Regions from separate parts of the Mus musculus genome. Here regions 1, 2 and 4 are each linked to region 3. Evidence: chromatin contacts called from public HiChIP or PLAC-seq and promoter capture Hi-C data. All regions are on one chromosome and are shown on one strand. The core of a region is the stretch at or near the end of the contact, and the rest is flanking DNA. Distances in the headings are between cores, read along the strand shown.

Region 1 (4,718 bases), core at 920-3,419, 1.1 Mb before region 3:
TGTGGAACAAAGGCCTGGGGCCCTTTACAGCTGCCCCAGCACGGAGGCATCAGGGATCTAGGGGATTGGATTAGTCTCCCAAACCAGTCAGGCCAGAGCTGGGCGGGGTGCCCTGGATGGCCAAGGAGGGTGGGGAGCCCCATGAAGCTCAGCCTCTGGGATCCTGGCCAAGTGGGTGGGGGCAGGCCTCCATTCCTCAGTCCAGCCACAGACTGTGGGCCAACCATATCTCCTATAAGGGGCTTCTACTGTCTAATGCCCTCTGGTGGCCTCCAAGACAACGCCTCTGTGCTACCTGGGTGGGGCTTGCAAGTGTGGGACATCTAAGCCTTAGAGAGTTCTGGCTCTACCAGACCAGGACGCTCTCAGCTTCTGTGCTGGCCACGCAGAATCAACACAGTAGGTCTGAGAAAGCTCTGCTGCCTGCCTTAAGACCTAGGCGGGAGAGCCTCCTGGATGCCGAGAGCCTGATGCATCTGTTTGCCTCCCAGGGCTCCACAGTACACCAGAGGGGTCTTCTCGTGCCCCCTCCCCAAGGCCAATCTTCACAACTCAAGTCTGGCCTAGCATCTCTCCCCGAGGGAGCAGTTTATTTGACGGAGAAGGGATGAGAGGCACCTTTGCCCAACAGCAGGACCACAGGGGAAGTGAAGCAAGGGGTGTCTCTGATTAGGGGGTCCTAGATCTCCCCTTTCCTTGCAGGCAGGCTCCTGGCCAAGTAACAGGCTTTGCTGTCCTCAGGTCTCATCAAAGTCTACACCAGCAGCTGGTTTCTTACTAGAAGACAAGAGTATGTAAATACATAGAAGAAAAGGAAGGGACCAGGGCAGGGGAGACAGGTGGCAAGTACCTTTTGAAGCCAGGGTTAATGAGAGACTCCCCTGGACACCGTCTCCTGACCCCAGGCCCAGAGCTGCCTCTCTGGTGATCAAGTTCTGCCAGAAAATAGGATCAGGGAAATCTTGAACTCCAAAGAACCCTGGCCAGAACTCTGTCCACATGGAAAGATTCTCCCATGAGACATCTGGAGAGGCAGTTCCAGAGAAAGAGCAGCCCCAGCCCACATGCCAGGCCCACCCCTTACCTGGTAAGAACTGAGTGCCTGCTGGCTGGGTGTTCTTCTTGGGGCTAGTGATGGTCTCTTCTGCAGCTAAGAGAGAGTCGTGGCATCTCACTCAATGCCAGGAGGGTCTGCAAAAGCATGCCCCTGAGGGAAGGTACAGGTGCCCACACATACAGTACCTGCCAGCCGCCTCTCTAGGTTGCATACATGCTCTGCCAGGCTGAGAGTCAAAGCCTGCAGCCTGGGGGCTGCCTCCGGGCTGGGCACCTTGGAGAGGTCAAAGGCCAGGGCAGGGGTATCCCCTGAAAGGGTTATCAATGCTCTGTCTTCTTGCAGGCTTACAGTTACTGCCTGCTGTTGGCAGGCTGCCCTAAGGAGGGAGATGTGTGTTATGGCCAGGATGTGTTAGCACTACCCCAAGCTTCTCATTCACATGGCCTCCCTAACTGGAACTCACCTGAACCGGGAATGGATATCTTCAGCCCCACTTAGGCCAAATCGGGCTTTCTGCTGGGAACAAGGAATTGTCACTAACCCCGCCCAGGACCCTGGACCCACTGGACATTCCAAACTGCCCTACCCTGGAAATGCTATTAGAACCACTGCCACGGGGAGGGGGAGGGTGGCAAGCTACCAGCTGTCTCCTATCCCCAGCACTGTTACTCACGAGCCTCGCCAGGCTGTCAGGCGAGAAGCAGGTGCTCCAGAGCTCGGCGGCGTCCGTCACACTGGGTGGGAGGGGCTGTCAGGCACCGTGCCCGCTATGCTCCCGCACCCCACATCCCTAGACTCCACTCACTAGAGGTTGAAGTCGTCGCGGTCCCCGTCTCCACCACTATCCCGCTCGCAGTAGCACACCAGGCGGGGGGAGCCCGAACCCGGCGGCAGAATACAAAGCGGCAGCGACAACAACGGAGGAGCCATGACAGCAGGGCGGTCTCGCCGCAGGAGCCAAGTTAGATGTGGGCTGAGGGCGCCTGCGCAGAAGTACAAACTCGGTGACTCACAATCTAAGGTGTTCGCTCGGCGGCGGAACTTCTGGTTTCTGGAGGGACGGAAGGACGAGGCGATGGGCGGTACTCAAGGTTGACATTGTTTCCGGGTACCAGGCATTAAGTAAGAGGCTGACTAAAGGGCGGGGTTTAGCACGTGGGGCGGGGCGGGAAGCACTCGGAGGGCGGGGCTTAGCGCATTAGCTACTCAGTGCTATTCTGGGCTCTGTTCTTTGGCCCTTGCATCCAAACAGAGATCTACTATGGTCTCACTCCTTGTGCTCTTCCGCTTTTCTGGGTCCTTCTTAGCAACATATCTGCCGCTCTTCAATGCCGGTCTTCTTTCCTATCTATCCCCCAAGGGCTTGTACTGCAGGGCCTCCAAACTGTTGGTCACTTGTCCCTTCCTGTCACTTTAGATATAAACACATCTCTTTCTAAAGCTGAGTTGTAACAAACCAAAATACAAGAGTAAGTACAGTACATGTGGAAACGTTTGGAGATGCAGTTTTCTCCCGGGCAATACCCTCCCATTGTCTGAGTCACCACCCTCTGTGTGATACCTGTCAGCCCTGAGGACACCTTCACCAACAGGAGGTCTCTGGAACCTGAGATCTAATGGGAGAGATGACTAGTCCGACAGGACAGCACTCACACTGCAGCAAATGCTCATGAGAATCCACACAGGGCCTGCATAGTAGGGGCTGATGCCACCTGCAGAGAATGGAGCCCAGCAAAGGGTGTGCTCAGGAGGAGGCCTGATGGGAACAGAAGTCTTCCCAAGGCTGTGGAAGAGGGCTAGCATGAACCTATGAGAACCATGGTGAGAGTGGTTAGTAACTTGGTGAACTGTGCTAACATTTGAAAAGTGCCATCAGCCAAACATACTCAATTCCCACTTTCCTCTAGTTTTGCTCAACCCTGCTGAGGCTCCGGACTAGAGCCTTTGCGTGCATGGGTTTTTGCCTGTCTCCAGCCGGGTGTACTTACCTGTAGTTCTTTTGAAAGTGTCCTCTTGAGGATCCATGTAGAACATTTCACCTCTGCTCAAGTCTCCATCCCTCTCTCCCATGTCTTACTTTCCCTGCTTTTCACTGTGTACCGTACATCCTGGTTTTAGGAGTTTCTGGCTCAGCCTTGATGTCTGCCTGCATCTCCACCATTGTCTGACCCCCTCCTAGAAGCTGCATCTAAGGTCTTGCTTCTATTCTAGCCACTGGAATATGGCAGAAATGATGTCTGTCATTTCTCCCATCCCTACTGCATTGCTCACCACAGCACAAGGCAACCCAGGAAAACCTTTGATATTAAAGTATGGAGGCCTGCCTGTGCCAGAGCCAGAGCCAGAGCCAGAGCCAGAGCCAGAGCCAGAGCCAGAGCCAGAGCCAGAGCCAGAGCCAGAGCCAGAGTCAGAGCCAGAGCCCCAGAGCCAGAGCCAGAGGCAGAGGCAGAGCCAGAGGCAGAGCCAGAGGCAGAGCCAGAGCCAGAGCCAGAGCCAGAGCCAGAGCCAGAGCCAGAGCCAGGAAGCAGAGTCCTGTCCAGGCCTCAGGTCTGGGAGATGGTGAACGGCATCCTCTTCCACTCGAGGGGCCTGTCCCAGACCTTAAGGACCTGGAGATATCGCTGCTTCTTGTTCTAGGCTGCTAAAGTCTGCAAGGATTTGTTTCTCAGCCTCCCATGGAGCTGCTGGTTTTGTTTGTTTGCTTTGTTTTGTTTGTTTTACCAATTTGAGTGAAAAACTTTAAACCGACTACAAAGCAGAAATAACAGCATAATGAGCCCCAGATGGACGAATTATCAACATTTTGACAAATTTACAATCAATATTTTTATTAAATTCTATTTTATTTTATTAATTTTTGCATAATATTCACATTACAGGTGTCACTGAACTATACCCTCAAACATTTCGGGACAATTTTGTCTCTTCAAACATTGGTACTTCAGGGCGTGGTGGAACACACTTGTAAATCCAGATGGAAAGGCTGAAGCCCAAGGATCCCAGGTACCTGCTCAGCAGGAGTACACAACAGGGTCCTAGCACACACACAAAAGCCAAACAAGTTATACTGTGTCCAGTATAAACACAGAAATAATACACTTACCTTCCTGTGTGTGTGTTCTACATATTCACATGTACACACATATGTGCAAGTAGAGACCAGAGCCAATGTGAGCACCTCCCTCAGTTTATTATTATTATTATTATTATTATTATTATTAAGCATTTCTATTCATTTTATTGTGAGTGGGTGTATGTGTGTCATGGTACAGAGGTCAGAAGTCAAAGGGCAGTTAGTTTTCTTCTTCCATCCTTAGGTCCCAGGGATCAAACTCAGGTCATAAGCCTTAGTAGCAAGTACCTTTACCTTTAGAGGCATCTCAGTGACCTTCTATTTGATGTACTTGAAAGCTGAATCTGTCTACAGTGGCTCCCGGGACCCAGGGCACACATGGAACAGGGTGGAATGTGGCTTGCCTCATGTAATTGCTGTTCCAAAGCGGGAGCTTCTGGGCAGCTAAACCAGCCGTATCATACTCTTAGGCTAGATGCTGGGGACTACAGGGTCCAAGAAGGGCCTTTAGGCACCTTGGGTCTTCCCACGAAGAACTAAGGTATAGTCCTTTCCCTGAAGGTACTGCCCTAAAGGACCCAGCCTATG
Region 2 (5,365 bases), core at 2,045-4,544, 1.4 Mb before region 3:
ACAGGCAAAGTCTGGGTGCAGCCACAAGATGGCAGCACAGACACGGCCAGAGTACTAAGAAGCCTCCTTTCTGCCTTGCAAATTCCAAGCAAATGGAGAGGTTGAACCTAGGACTGCCAAAGGCTACAGGGAACCTCACCCACGTGTAACTGTGGCAACCACACAGCACAGACTGACCCCACCCCACTGGGCCTCATGCTTGTTTCCTGCTTCCTACATCGAGTCAGCCTCAAAGCAGGGTTCACTTCCAAGGCTCCCAGTTTGCTATGGACTCAACCGCTGTCACTCCAGAGCCAGGGAAGGGAAGGGGCCAGTGAGTTCCTCAGCAGTAGGACAGACTGGAGTCCAGTGAGCCTTTCTTGGGAAACCTGAGCTTGGTGGTTTCCCAGGTCTCCCCAGGGTGGTGAAGACACATCATCTCCCTGGAGGTAGAGGTCTCTCCTCTCGGGTCTCTTCTGGTGAGCAGGACCCTGAACCTTGTAGCTGATTCCAACGCCATTCTACATGTCTGTCTCTGGGGCAAACAGGCAGCCAGTCTCACGAGGGTGGGTCTCCTCTTAGGTTCATGCCCCAGAGCATCTGAAGAATTCCATGATCTACTCACTGGCTTGCAGACATCTAACTTCCTTCTGAGGCAGGCCTAGAGACGTGCACAGACAGAGAAGCTGTCCCCACCTCGTGGCCTCTAAGCTAAGGAGGCATTCAAGGGGTGGTTGGGAGTTTGTGAGAGGCATGGAGGCTGCCACATGTTCCAGAGGACCAGAATCCTACCGCAGCCTCACACCCTCTGAGATAATCTACCATAACCCTGGCTACTTCCTAGGGTTATGGGAAGCCCTATCACATGTCTCTGGGATATGATGGACATAGTGGGAGCTGGGGGTATGGGGAAGACTCCATATGGGAAGGTAGCTACTTTCCTGGTGACCTTAGGGAATCTCAAGGCTCAGGGGTGAAGAGGACGGACGTGGAGCTCAGAGCTAAGCCACTGCATCAGCCTCCCTAGCTCCTGGGGTGAACCAGCTTGGGGACAAGTCACCTGACATCCTTCCTGTTTTCTTCAACAGTTCCGATTGCCTGGGCCCACTGGCTAGTGTCCAGCATGTGCAGGCTTGTGCTGTAAGAGGTTGACCTTAGCTACTACCTGCTTGCAGCCGGTGATGGCAAATTCATGTCCAGCAACATGGTAGTAGCTGAGCTGCTCTGCCAGATGTTCTGCCAGTGCCTGCTCAGGAAAAAAGCCCTCCCCTGCCATCTCCTCTCTGAAGCAGTTGACCACATCCGGCTTGTCCAGTAGCAGGAAGGGCACGATGGCTGCAGTGTGCCACAGAGGGTGTTCTCGGGCCAGGAGCTCTCGAAGACTGGTGAGTAACTCCTGGGCTGGAGATTCCTCAGTCTGAGTACTGCCTGCGCTATGGCGGAGTGGGGGCAACATCCGTGACGCATTTTGCAGCACAAAGTGTGTGATCTCTATACCACCAGCGCCACTTAGGAGTACATAGATAGCATTGTGGAAATGGTGCGAACGCTGTGGCTGCAGGAGGTCGTGGAGCTCATCTAGCAGCGCAGGTGGCAAGAGTTCAGCCTCATCCAGGACCAAGAGAGGGGTCTTCTCCTCGGCCTCAGCCTGTGCCACCACATCTGCCACTCGCTGTGCCAGCTCCTTCCGGCAGTCCTGAACCGGGCGTGGCTCTGGACAGTGATATCGTGCATGGTACTGCAGAACCAAAGCACCATCTTCCAGCACTGCGCGAAAGTGGCGCGCCAACAGACGCCCCACGTGACTCTTGCCTACACCACTGGGCCCGTGCAGTGCCAGGAGCAAGGGATGACTGTGCACATGTGTAGCCAGGTAGTCTCGCAGCAGGGCCATGATGCGGCCCACAGCAGCTGGCTGTCCAAACACAGAACGCTGCAGCGCCTTCTCCAGCCCGTCGAGGTCGTAACGTTGTGCATTATCGTCTAGATTCTCAATGGCGTTGAGAACCTGGAACCCCACAATGGCTACAAGAAGCAGCAGACAACGCTGTGCACGACTCTGCCGCTCTGTGCGGGGTCGGCACTTCCGTGAGGTTTCTGGGTAGAGAACTACCCGACTACGCCTGCGCCTCTTGCGGGGTGTCCTAGAAGTCAGCTCTGTCAGGCTGTCGAAGGTGAAGAATTTAGGTTGGTCTAGGTCGGCACGTAGAGTGCCCAAGCTGCCGGTGGGCCCAAGTGTCCCTGTCCCAGAGTCCGGCTCAGTGCCTGGCTGCAAGAGGCGCCTCTTGCGCAGGACGCAGACTCGGCGGCGCAGACGGAGCACGGCGCGCACTGGCGCTATCACACATGGTCCCTTGGCCTGGGGCTCTAGGCTAGGATGGCTGCGGTCCATGGTTCAGGACCTATGCTGGGCATGTAGTTCCCCTCCCTGCAATAGAAAAATGGGAAGACTTCGTGAGTCCCCGATCTTACCCTCTTGGGGTTCCTTAAGGTACTTTCCGGCCAAATACTGGCCCCGCCTCGCTAGTTCCACTAACCAGGAAGCCCGGCTCTCAGCAGGAGGGCCCCAACGCATGCAAATCTCTTGGGTCCTCTCCGAAAAGGCCTAGGCTGTGAGGAAGTGCGGGGGTGGGGCGAGGTGTATAATTTATCATACTGTTGACCTCCCTCTTAGAGGAATAAACAGAAGGCTCGTTGTCACTGATTAGGGTTATAGAATGGTCAAATTGGACCCTGCACAAACACACCCAGCACCTATCAGACTGTCAAAGGCTTTACAGGTCCCAAGTAGGCACCTTGTTCCAGAGGACTCAGTACCCCTAAGAGTTGAGACTCTCCCCATACTTAGGACAGTTGGTGGAATATGCAGACAAACTTTCATGGTTTTGAGAATGGATTCTAGCACTGTCCCTAGTCACAACCTAGGCCTTCCAACCCACTCCCACCCTTAGCTCCCATCCAAGCCCAAATCTGGGGTCCCTCACCATCCTCCCAGAGAACACAAGAGCAGAAAAATGAACAAGAGCCGAGGAAGGATTAAAGCCTTGCCTCTGAGGAGGCTGGCCTGAAGCTCTCCATATCTGCAGCTACCTACCTGCAGCTGCGCAGGCTCCTCCAGCTCAGCCACTCCCTTCCAAGGCCAGGAGCCAGCAACTCAGGAAGCAGGAAATGCTAGTCTTCCACCCAATCGGTGAGGTGGGTGGGCCAGGGTCTGGCTGGCCCAACTCAGGCTTGAAGGGGTAACAACTTCTGCAGGTCCCCAGGGACAGGAACAGGGGAAGCTCTGGGGAGGTTTCCGCTTAGATGCAAAGGAAGTGAGTCAGGGGTGCTGGCAGGCGGAGCTTGGGCTGAACGGAACCACCAGTGGGGGCAGGTCTGGCTGACTGACCCAGAACCCCTATCCAGGGCACAGAGAGGGAGGAGCCCGTCCAGCAGCTCTTCCCATAGGTTCCCTGGACTCCTGAAAGCTCAGTCTGCCCTCTACTGACATCGCCTCTGCCAGGATACCCCTTTCCCTGACCCAGATAAACTGAGGAAGTGACCCAAAAGACCCTACTTAGTAAACTAGTAGAAAGCAGGTCATTTGCTCAGCGGGGTGCCTCTAATCCCTTTTCTTCTGTACTTCCCTTCCTTTCCCTTCTCTACCGCCCACCCTCCCCTTTGCCCATTCACCTGGACCTCTCATAGGGCAGGACCCAAGAAACAAAAGTTCTAGCGCTAGGGATAGAACCCCTTATGTCTCAGAGCCCTTGTGGAGTGGGAGAGCAGATAGAAAAATGTTCTTTGAGCAAGAACTGGGAGACAGAAAAGCTTTAGACTTTTCATGGCAACCTGTTTGCCTGCAGCCCTGCCCACCTCCATGCCCATTTATGCAGGAAGGGAAGTGCCTCAGACTCCTCCCATTCTGAAAGGGAGCTGGTTGCTTCCTTGGCCAGCCTGGGATCCTGAACTTTCCAGAACTCTCACAAAGTTTAGAGTGGCCAGAGAGGATAAGTGTTTCCAGAGCCATCTAAACAACTCAGCCTCACCCATGACCCCCCCCCCATCTACACTTCACAGACCGTGTAAAATATCAATGCACACAGCTGATTGAGCAGGCCCTAGAGGGAAGAGGCTCTTAGAAACCTTAGTTTTCTAGTCGAGAATTTCCTGACCCAAGGATACTGGGCCCTGGGGTCCTGGATCAGGCCCTGCAAGAAAGGGACAGGATAATCTTTAGGTAAACCCAATGCTGGCCAGCTACTTTTCCAAGAGGCTGATCTATCGAACTCTCTAGGGCCCAGAGTCCCATTCCGGAATAAGGAAAAGAGCTGATAAAGTGACCCATTCAGGGAACTCATGCCCCAGAGTTACTTTTTGCAAGGATAAGGCTTTGATAGACAGAAGGTTCACAAGCCTCAGTGCCCAATCCCTGGTCCCAACCCTACTGTAAAATCCAACCTCACCAGCCCCAAACCTGACCCTTCACCTACCACACCCTTTCCTTTCACAGCTCCTTGAAGGCACACTTGGCCCACACTAGCAGAATCCAGCCACACAGACCTTTTGTCTCTCCCAGGCTTCAGCCTCTAGCAGTCCTTCCCTCTGCCCAGTTACCCTGCCTGGCATCCAGTCCACTCACAGCTTCTGTTCTCAGCCCAGACCTTTCCTGTCTACCCCATGTAGCCCTAGTCACCATCCTAAGTGCATGAAAACAGCCCCAAGAGCCTTCCTGAAATGTCTGTGCTGTGTAAGTAGCAGCTGCCTGGATATGACAACCTCAAGTCCCAGTGTCATAAGCTTTTTACTAATGGATCACTGCCATCACCCCACAGACATGTTTCTTCCACTTTTAAAATAACCAAGCAAGCCGGGCACTTGGGAGGCTGACAAGTAGGTGGGGGATCTGTGACTCTGAGAACAGCCTGGTTTACATACCAAGTTCCAGGACAGCCAGGGCTACAGAGACCCTGTCACAGAAAATAATATAATAATAATAATACAGGAGAATCTAGCAGCACTTCCCCCAACTGAAGGCCTGTGTTTTTTTGACCTGTGACCTCTACACAGCTGGAAACTTAAGCAGCGCTCCTGTGGTCCCACAGTGATCTAGTTGTGGTGTCATTGGCTGAAGTCTCCCCCAGCCACCTAGAGGGTGGTGGAGGCTGAAAATTCAATCCACTGTGCTGTGCCTTCAAGATTGGTGGTTATGATCAAATGAGGTTGTAAAAATGTCACCTTGTCATTCCATGGCTTTAAAGAGAGAAAACAGAACCCATACATTTTCATTCCCTCCCTCCCTGCCCTTCCCCATCCCTCTCTGTCCCCTTCTCCCCCAATCACTGAGGTACCCTATGCCTCAGGCCTCTGTCAGAAAGGCTACTATCATTAAATTCATCCTGATCTT
Region 3 (4,732 bases), core at 2,140-4,639:
AAGGGCCAACCAGGGCTACCTTGCTGGAGAATGGCAGGTAGGGGAGCCACTGATGGGCCTGGCTTAGGGGATGGGAGATCCTACTAGGGCCACTTGGCAGAGCAGTTTTCTGATAAGTGTCCAGGAGTGAAGAATAACATAGGGGCAGGAGATTGGGGCTAGGATAGGACTTGTAGCCTGGGCAAACACCAAAGAGAATGAAGGTAGTAGGTGCCAGGGGGAGGGGTAAGGGGAGGGGTAGGGGAAGAGAGAGAGAGAGAGAGAGAAGGAGGAGGAGGAGGAGGGGGAGGAGGAGGAGGAGGAGGAGGAGGAGGAGGAGGGGGAGGAGGAGGAGGGGGAGGAGGAGGAGTGGGGACTGACCCATTACCCAAAGGCAGCCAGAGCTAGGCTTCACTGTTCTCCACAGGTCAAGATGGCATCATTGAATCAGGAGAGGAACATGTTAGCAATGTTCTACAAAATTCTGTTTCTGCTAACCTACAAACGGCCAGGACTTTCCAGGATGATGCTGACTCTTATAGCCTAGGCAGCAAGAAGGGGCTTAGCCAGGGCTCAAAGCTAAAGTTCAGCCTAAAAACTAAGACTAGTTCCTGCAGGTGCTAGGTATCCATTGCCCCCACCCCTCACTCTCCACAGATGCTTGGATGAGATACAGTGTAGTCACAGGCTGCAACACTGGAGCTCTAGGTTAGGAAGGAGGCCTGTTCTTATTTTACTGGGGTCATGGTCTCACTTACTCACTCACTCATTCACTTACTCATTCTGTGTGTGTGTGTGTGTGTGTGTGTGTGTTTTAGGTCTAAATTATTCTTGTTAAGGTGACCCAACTTTGCAGCTGAGCAAAATTCTATCCAGCCTCCCTGGGCTTTACTATCCCCTTGTCGAATGCTATAACCAAGTCCCCTGTCCCCTGCCTCCTGTCACCCAACTCTGGTCTGTATACAGGGAAGGGCTCCACATGTACAGCCCTTCCTTGGTCTTAGCCCCTAAGCCACGTCTGAATAGTCAAACTTGGTCTCTGTGTTTCTAATGCTGTTCCTTGCATCTCAGAACTCTAAACCAAATGACAAAGGCTTCCTTTAGAAACCAGGTGCAGACCAGGGCTGTCCTTCCAGGAGCTCAGGATCTGGCTTACAGCCCTTTAGTGCCTTAAATTAATAACATCACTCAAGAGGCAGAGGCAAGTGGATCTCTGAGTTTGAGACCAGCCTGATCTACAGAGTGAGTTCTAGGACAGCCAGGGCTACACAGGGTTTTTCTAAACTCTCTCTAGAAAAACAAACAAAAAAACAGAACAATAAGATTAGCCCTTAGTATAGCAGTCATCAACCTATGGGTCTCGGCTTCTTTGGGGGTCAAATGCCCTTTCACAGGGGTAGAATATCAGATAACTTGCATATCAGATAGTTATGATTCATAAAAGTAGCAAAATTACAGTGATGAAAATAATTTTATGGTTGGGGGGGTCACCACAATATGAAGAACTGTTTAAAGGGTCATACAGCATTAGGTTGAAAGTCTCTGCCTTAGAGTGACTGTATGCAGCACCCTTGGAAAGCATCACTATAGCTGAGCCGGCACCAAGGGAATTTATTATAGAATTTATTATACACTGGCCCTCTGGGGTTCGGTTCCCAGAGCACCCTGTCCTGGCTGGGGGGATCTTGATCCCTTGCCTCCTTCTTTCCAAACTCTCCCAGTCCGCAAACCTTTCTGTCAAATTGCTTTTCTGAACCTCAGTCCCATCTGTTGCCCAGGCAGAGTAGCATCTGCAACCCAAGCTTGGCTGGCCTAGGCCAGGGAGGCACGAGATGGGGATGAGTCCATATGTGGACTGAGCAAGCCTCCACCTCCTAGCTAGTCAATCCCTTTCTTTTCCACTCACCCCTCTCTACGGTCATCCCTGGAGGATGTCATGCTTGCAATACTCCAAGGGCCCTGCTGTTCCTATCTCAACTCATCGCCTTATGAGGATTTAAGACAGGAACCCTAAGACAGGGTGGGGAGGTGGGGAGCAGGCCTCCCCACCCTGTTCTATGCACCGTGAAAAGTGCATAGCTAGGGCACCCTTGTCTTCTGTGCAAGGGTCTCCTCTGCATGTCTGCTCCCTGGGACACTGGATAGTCACTATAAGCACCTGAGAAATGAGGGCTGGGACCCACAAAATATGGCTGGTCAGGACAGCATCCTAACCCCAAAGACGACCAGATACAGCCGAGAGTCAGGAAACCATCATTCACAGTCCTTGTAACTACCGCGGGGGAGGAGGGGCTTCAGGGGCACAAGGTCCGAAACACCCAGGCAAGGCCAAGGCCAGGACATTGCAAAACCCACCCTCTCAGCAGTCCAAATGGGGCAGAAAGAAATGTAGCAACAGTCTCCTGGGAGTGTGGACAGGGAGAAAGGACTAGAGGCTTTTTCTCTCGGGCAGCCCCCATTGCAGGACAACCTAGCCTGATCTCCATACCTGTACCTTTTGCTTGTCCACTAAGCTTCCCTGCTCTGGGAGATGGGCAGAGGAGGATTCTGGCCACAGCCTCCTTCCTTTATTGCTAGCAAGCCAGGTCCAAAGACAGTTCGGCCCCCACCCCCCAGAAGAGGAAGTTAATGACAAGGAGAACCTGTGGCTACAACCTGGGCACAGGTGTCTTCTAACCGGCAGAGAGGTGGAAGCACGGACCGGAAGCCTGGCTAGGCTTCGGTTTCCCTGCTGGTGAAAGTGGGATTGGGCCTGTCCCACCTTCGCTCGGCCCCCTCCCTCTCCCAAAGCTAGCGGCGCGCGCAAACCCGACACTCCACGCTGCGCGCAGGGGGCGCCGCAGGGCCGAGCCCTACAAGCGGCGCACATCGTGACACGCGCCCCTGGGACGGGAAGCCGCGTCGTCGGAGGCTCCGGACCGTGGGGACGGCGGGGCGGGCGGGGCAGGAAGGAAAGAACGCGAGGAGCTCAGAAGTTAGGAAAGCGGAAGCGCGCGCCCATCCCGGCGTCCGGCCCCCTTGCCTCATGTTATCCACGGTGCGGCCGCCGTGGCGCAGCAGGCAGACGATCGAGGCCGCGGCGGAGAAGGACAGGCAGAGCACGCAGTAGAGACCGACCTTGGCGTAGAACCTGGCTGTGCGGCTCAGCTGCACAAGCAGCAACAGCAGCAGCAGCGCCGCCGTCAGCCATGGCCACGGGTCCATGGCGGCCGCACCCCAGCCCCGACGGCGCCGCCGCCCTCCACCCGCCGCCCGCGCCCCTTTTGAGGAGCGCCGAGGGTAGAGGGCGGGCCAGGCTGGAAGCCCAGAGCTAGGTGCGGCCGTCCCGCCCTGTTCCCGCCCCTCCGGGCCTGGCCCTGCCGGGGGGCATCGCGCCCCGCTCCGCCCCGCCGCGTCCTGGACGCGGACCCCGCCTCCCTCGGCCCTTCGGGTGTCACCCTCTCCGCCCCGCCCCTCCCTGCCACCCTGCCCCTTGCGGCAGGACATTGAGGTTCCCTCACTCGTCCCGCGGCTCCCATCTCTGAGCTGCCGGGTGGCCTGGGCTCTGGCGTTGCCTCCCACGCCCCTGCACCGGGGCTTGCGGCCACAAGTCCCCAGCCTGGCACCGCAGCTCCCTAAGGGTGTGCAACCGACCTAAGACGTGCCCATTATGCCAGTCTTGTCACCACACAAAGGACCATTGACCGGCTACTGAGTGACCAATGGTTACCTGACTAGGCCACCTGGCTGGTGGCCTGGGCCCTTTAGGTTCCCTTGAGCAGGGAGACTGAAGCCCTATTCCCATGATGCAACGAGCTGGGGGAGGCAGAAGGAGTAGTGAGAGTTTTGGAGTGGGGGTGTCTCTGGGGTAATGTGGCACCGGGGACCTTCTGATGCCCGGCCAGCAGTGTGGATCAGGCGATTGTGTTCCCATGCGCACTGTGTTCTAACCGCCAGCCTGTAGTTGGTGCTCACTGGGACACTTGTAGTAAGAAGCCTTGGGCTTGCAGGCCAGCCATATACATCCTTCCTGATCATGTTCTCAGAGCAGATGTCAGTGACAAAATGCATCTAGCTTCTTTTTTGGTGAGGTTGGTCTGCACCTAGGTGTGGAACTCAGCGATGGCTGTAGATATTAATGTGCCCACAGGCTCCCCTATATCCAGGCATTCTGAGAGAATCTCTGGTTTTCTCAGATCCGGAGAGATGATAATTTTAATATCTACCTATATAACTGTGCTTAGCTTTTTTTTTTTTTTTTAGACTTATTTTATGTATGCGAGTACACTGTAGCTATAGGTTGTGAGCCTTCATGTGGTTGTTGGGAATTGAATTTTTAGGACCCCTGCTCGCTCCGGTTAGCCCACTCAACTCTGGTCAACTCTGCTCCCTCAATCCCTGCTTGTACACCAGAAGACGGTGTCAGATCTCATTACCGGTGGTTGTGAGCCACCATGTGGTTATTGGGGCTTGAACTCAGGACCTTCGGAAAAGCAGTCAATGCTCTTACCGGCTGAGCCATTTCGCCAGCCCTGTGCTTAGCTTTTAAAGCAGGGCCAAAGCTGTGCCAGGGTGGGTAAGGAACCACCAGGAGTCACTCCAGCTTCAGGCTTCTGTGCTCATGAGGTTGCAGGCAGGGTGAGCTGCAGGGTTTCAGCTTCTCTGGTAGAAGACCCAGATATGCTTGGAGAGAAGGGGGGGGGGGAGAGGGGTGCTACGGGGCTGCTAGGATCCCAGCTGAGATCTCCAAGGCATCAGGTCCTCACAGCTCTGC
Region 4 (5,340 bases), core at 2,600-5,099, 1.0 Mb before region 3:
AAAAAAAATTAATCTGAGTCGAGCGTGGTGGCGCACGCCTTTAGTCCCAGCACTCGGGAGGCAGAGGCAGGCGGATTTCTGAGTTCGAGGCCAGCCTGGTCTACAAAGTGAGTTCCAGGACAGCCAGGGCTATACAGAGAAACCCTGTCTCAAAAAACCAAAAAAAAAAAAAAAAAAAAATCTGTAACAAACTTAACATCAAATGCAAAGGCTCCGATGTTTTTGAACAAGGCATAGGTACAAAGGTCCAGGGACAGGACCAAGAACAAGGGGCTCAAACATTTACCACAGCCCCTAGGATAACTTCATCCAAACACTGGCTGGAGGCCTCATTGTGTGAGTGATGAACACTCCAGGTATTTGACAGCACGGATCTCTTTTGCCCTGGCTAGCTCCTGCAGGTAGGTGATGGGAATCAGCTTCTTCTTCAGCTTCTCAGTTGTGTCCTTATCATCCCTAAGATCAAGCTTTGTCCCCACTGGCATGATGGGGGGACTGGTGTAGCACGTCAGGATACCACTTTGCAGAGACATTTTCAAAAGATGCAGAACTCGCCGGGAGTCTTTTGCAGCCAATCATTCAAGGTACAAAAGTTAAAAAGAATTAATCCCTCCCGCAAGCCACATCTGAGTAGAGTTAAAATGCTCAGGCTGTTGAGATGGTTCTGAGGGCCAAAGCACTCGCTGCCCAGCTTGCCGACCTGAGGCCTTTCTCCATGACCCACATGGCAGAAGAGGACTGAGTCTCAGAAGTTGTCCTCTGAAGTGTGTCTCACTACTCCTGGGAAGCCCTCCACCCACACATGAATGCATGCACAAAATAAATACAACATTTAAAAAAAAAGAAACACTCCTACCAGCCAGCTACTCACCTGGGTTTCCAGGGGGCTGAGAAAGGAGCTGAGTTCCAGGCCAGACTGAGCTCCATAATGAGCAGCCAAAAGATCCTTTACCGTTCATGGACGCAATTGTATTTATCAGAACTCTTGTCTCAGGGTCAGCCCTGTAGTGCCTGTTACCACTGAGCTCATCAGTGAGATGTCTTGAATTTTCTCAGGATGGAGAAACCTGGACGAACCCTTGGAAAATGTCTGAGTTATCCTCTTAGGAAAGAATTCTGCCAAGCTCATGAGAGGGCAGAGAACACAGCTGAAGACAGCAAGCAAAAACAGAGAGAGGCACACAGTTTATACGGCTTCATAAAACTTATATTTATATATATATTTATAATTTATATAAATATAAATTATATAAGTATATAGTATATAATTTATACTTATATGCTATGTATAGAATATATATTTATATGCATATAATTTATATAAATATAAAATTTTATATTATCACTTTTTTATTTTGAGACAGGATCTCACTGTGTATCTCTGGCTGACCTGGGACTCTGAGAGATCCACCTGCCTCTGCTTCCCAAGGGCAGAAATTAAAGGTGTGTGCCACCTTGTCCTCTGACTTACACACATACCATCCCTCCCCAAATTGAAAACAAATGCACATCAGGAGGAAAAAAAAAGTATTTCTGTAACTTACTGTTAAGATTTGTTTTAAGGGCTGGAGAGATGGCTCGGGGGTTAAGAGCACTGACTGCTCTTCCAGAGGTCCTGAGTTCAAATCCCAGCAACCACATGGAGGCTCACAACCATCTGTAACAAGATCTGGCGCCCTCTTCTGGAGTATCTGAAGACAGCTATAGTGTACTTACATAAAATAAATAAATAAATCTTAAAAAAAAAAAAGATTTATTTTAAAACTTTTTAGCCAGGAGTGGTGGTGCACACCTTTAATTCCAGCCCTCCAGAGGCAGAGGCAGGTGGCTCCCTGTGATCTTTTAGGCCAGCCTGGACTACATATCAAATTCAATCCAGCAAAAGTTACATACTGAGACCCTGTCTCAAAACAAAACAAAACAAAACAAAACAAAAACCCCACAGATTTTAAACCTTTTATTTTCTATTTATGGATACTTGGTCTGCATGTAAATCTATGCACAGCATGTGTTCCGTGTCTGTGGAGGCCAGAAGGCATCTGAGCCCCTGAGATGAATTATAGATGCCTGGGAGCCACCTTGTAGGTGCTGGGAATTAAACTCAAGTCTTCTGGAAGAGCAGTCGGTGCTTTTTACTGCAAAGCCATCACCCCATTTTTTAATTAAAAATAAAATTAAAGTGTGATTTTTTAAAAATTTTATTTTATTTTATTTTTTGGTATCCAGAGTGAAGGTGCATGCTTTTAATCCCACTAGTCAGGAGGTAGAAGCAGGCAGATCTTTATGAGTTCCAGACTAGCCAGTCCACACAGTGAGCCTTTAAACAAACAAACAAACAAACCAACCAAACCAAACCACCACCACCATGTATGTGTGGTGTGTGTGTGGAGTGTGTGTGGTGTGTATTCCATCTTGTTTTAAGTGTATGGGCATTTTGCCTTTACATGTCTGTACACCAACTGTGTGCCTAGTGCCCTCAGAGGCCAGAAGAGGGAATCAATGCCGCTGGAGTTAGAGTTACATCCTGCTGTTCTCAGGTTCTCTGCAAGAGCAGCAAATGCTCTTAGCCACTATGCCTCTATAATCATTTTGTTTTCCTCCCCAAGCAGGGTTCCATGTAGTCCTGGAAGGTCTCAAACTTGCTTTGTAGCTAAAGATAACCTTGACCTTCTGATCCTCATATCTCCACCTGGCAAATACGGGTGTTGCAGAAGTAATTTACATTATTATTATTATTAATTTAATGTATATGAGTACACGGTAGCTGTCTTCAGACACATCAGAAGAAGGCATAGTATTCAAATACAGATGTCAAGAACCACTATGTGGTTGCTGGGACCTCAGGATCTCTGGAAGAGCAGTTCCTGGAGAGAGAGCATCTCTCCAGGCTCCTTTTTTTGGTGTGTGTGTATTTTTGTATTTATAGGGTGTTTTTGTTTGTTTTTTGAGACAGTTTCTCTATGTAGCCTTGGCTGTCCCGGAGCTCGTTTGGTAGACTAGGCTGACCTCGTACCCAAAGATTCTTCTGCCTCGGCCTTCCGAATGCTGGGATTAAAGACCACCACCTCGAGGCTGAGTTGCTTATTTTTAAAGTAATTTTGTTTCTATGTATTCCAAAGAAGCCATCAATGGTTCACATGTTTCTGGCCCCACAAAATTTGCCAGCTGCTGTTTCTCTCCCAGAGAGCACCTCCAAAGGAACTTCGAAGTACTGGTATAATGCCAAGCTACAAGCACAAGAGAACCTGGATTCTATCCTGGGATCTCCTAAGGCGTGGCCTGGAAGACAGGTGTATACCCACTGGTGTGGGGGACGCTGGCCCAGGTTCTCCAGAAGTAAGGTGGTGGAGACCGGCTGGGATCAGTAGGATCCCACTTGTACGGCACCTGTGCTAGCATGGCGTGTGTGTAGGTCTCCAGGGCCCCCTTCTCCGTGCCTCACTCCCCTCGCAGATACCTGTGTTCCCTCTCCGCCCCAGCTCTCTTCCGGGTCCCCACTCTTTTTACTAAGGTTCTTCTCTCTTCTGCACTTTTTTTCTCGGGATCCTCCACTCTCTTCTTCGGTCCTCCCGTCTGCTCTCCATGTCCTCTCCGCTCTTCTCTCCTTTAGGGTCCCTCACTCTCCGCTCCCTTCGATCCCCACACAATTCCCACCCCTGGCGCTCCGCCCTGCGCAGCCACAGGGACACGGGACTGGAACCGTGGCGGCGATCAGGCGTCGCCCTCCACGCGCCGCCCGCGGGCAGCCCCCGCGGGTCCCTAGACTAGCCGGGTGCGGATTGGCCGCAGAGCTCGGGAAGTGCGGGCTCCTGGAACCACCGACCAATGGGAACCAGGGGCGGGACCGAGGCGCTGGCGCCGGAAGCGGGGAGGCGACGAAGGGACGTCGCGTCGCCGCGCCGGGTCTCGAGCAGCTGCCAGAGCCGCCGGACGGATCGCTGCCCCCGCCGCGCCATGGCCGAGAGTGACTGGGACACCGTGACGGTGCTGCGCAAGAAGGGCCCCACGGCCGCACAGGCCAAGTCTAAGCAGGTGCTCAGCCAGCGGGGGGCGGCGGGAAGCTGCCGGGCCGCACGGCGCTCTGCGGTCGCTGGGCCGAGCCGGGGAATCCGGCAGTGGGTGGGGACCCGAACGGATCTTTCGAGGGTGGAGACCTTGGGGGACAACAGGTACTCCTTGGAGATGGAGTACGGGAAAAGACTGGGGTAGAGGGCAGCTGACCTGCGCGAGGCTGGGGCAAAGGTCGGAGCAGGGGGATGGGAATGTGGCCTGGGCTCTGGACTGGGACAGGCCTGGGTGAGGACCTGGATGGAGATGAAAACAGGATTGAGAACAGGTGCAAGTGTGGGTCAGAGAACCTGGCTGGTCACTAAATGTGGGGTGGGCAACGTGGGCATTAGGCGCAGGAAACTTGGGAACCAGGGTAGGGGCAGTCCTGCTGAAGGTTTTGCCCTTACCTGGTATCAGCCTGTGCTGGCATCACTGGTGGCTTCCTGCCCATGATGCCCACCCAGGCGATGTCAGCCTATAAAGAGGGCTGTGTGAGACATTGGTCTGATGTCCTCTCCATAGGTGAACTCTGTGTCCCTGAGCCCTGGATGCTGTGGTTCCCTAAGTGGTACTGACCAGAGCTGGAGTTATTTGCCATAGTTGAAGCCAAGTCCACAGTCCTCTTTTCAGGAGAACTTGGAATCATCCTTAAGTGTGTAGAAAGTCTGAGCATATTACACAGAGACGCTCACATGCCACTCCTCTGAAGCAGGATGTTAATACTCAGTTACTGTGGCCCAGGCATCATCGTTAGTGGTCCTACTTCCCAGGGAGACTACTGAGACTACTGTGGGGTGTGTCATTTCTCATTAGGAACCGTACTGGCCGAAGAAGCCAGGGCAGCATTCCACACCTTTCTGCTTTATAGCAGAGTTTGGAAGAAAACTAGCTCTGTTTCCAATAAAGAACCTGGTCGCCTGTACTGTGTGTGCGCATGCACGTGCTCTGATATTGATTTCTGGGTCTAGTGTATCTAGCACTAAGAAGGCTTGAATCAGCCTTCTGAGGGCTAGGATCACAGTCCTGTGCCACCATACCCAGCTCACACCTGTCTTAGTGTAAAAGTGAGTTGGTTCTTTTAGCAGTAGTTCAATGCATGTTATCTAGATATGTGTGTACAGTGTACCCCTGTTTCTTTGGGGACACATTCTGAGGCTGCTCAGTAGATGCCTGAAACTGAGTTGTGCTGGATCCTGTATGTAGTGTGTGTTCTCCTACTCATATATACCCACCCATGAAGAAGTTTATAGATTAGGCACAGTAAGAAATAGTAATAAGGGTTGGAGAGTT

What was found. Promoter capture Hi-C pulls out the DNA fragments that hold promoters and counts their contacts. HiChIP or PLAC-seq counts read pairs in DNA pulled down with a chosen protein or histone mark.
Region 1: a contact with region 3 is called in a promoter capture Hi-C map of pre-B cells, with 3 times the contacts expected there. The contact joins the promoter of Paxx here to the promoter of Agpat2 in region 3. A contact is called at or near these places in 2 of 39 promoter capture datasets (liver and pre-B cells) and 1 of 115 datasets of contacts at active chromatin or transcription factors (pancreatic cancer cells).
Region 2: a promoter capture Hi-C map of the C10 cell line shows a contact between it and region 3, with 3 times the contacts expected there. The contact joins the promoter of Tor4a here to the promoter of Agpat2 in region 3. A contact is called at or near these places in 1 of 39 promoter capture datasets (the C10 cell line) and 1 of 115 datasets of contacts at active chromatin or transcription factors (pancreatic cancer cells).
Region 4: an HNF4G HiChIP or PLAC-seq map of pancreatic cancer cells shows a contact between it and region 3. The contact joins the promoter of Edf1 here to the promoter of Agpat2 in region 3. A contact is called at or near these places in 2 of 39 promoter capture datasets (the C10 cell line and liver) and 1 of 115 datasets of contacts at active chromatin or transcription factors (pancreatic cancer cells).

Annotation. Positions count from the first base shown.
Region 1 is chr2:25,458,925-25,463,642 of GRCm38.p6, forward strand. Paxx (non-homologous end joining factor) reads right to left here and starts at 2,170. Exons shown (of 7, transcript NM_153557.1): 1 at 1,863-2,170; 2 at 1,731-1,791; 3 at 1,521-1,570; 4 at 1,243-1,433; 5 at 1,085-1,150; 6 at 851-935; 7 at 564-777. The coding sequence starts at 1,987. The coding sequence ends at 738.
Region 2 is chr2:25,193,519-25,198,883 of GRCm38.p6, forward strand. It overlaps Tor4a (torsin family 4, member A), which reads right to left and starts at 3,295. Exons shown (of 2, transcript NM_146115.4): 1 at 3,074-3,295; 2 at 1-2,407. The coding sequence starts at 2,371. The coding sequence ends at 1,091.
Region 3 is chr2:26,601,028-26,605,759 of GRCm38.p6, forward strand. It overlaps Agpat2 (1-acylglycerol-3-phosphate O-acyltransferase 2 (lysophosphatidic acid acyltransferase, beta)), which reads right to left and starts at 3,390. Exons shown (of 6, transcript NM_026212.2): 1 at 3,002-3,390. The coding sequence starts at 3,183.
Region 4 is chr2:25,553,998-25,559,337 of GRCm38.p6, forward strand. It overlaps Edf1 (endothelial differentiation-related factor 1), which reads left to right and starts at 3,850. Exons shown (of 5, transcript NM_021519.2): 1 at 3,850-4,032. The coding sequence starts at 3,955. It overlaps Gm35476 (a long non-coding RNA gene), which reads right to left and starts at 3,531. Exons shown (of 4, transcript XR_866044.3): 1 at 3,458-3,531; 2 at 872-1,148.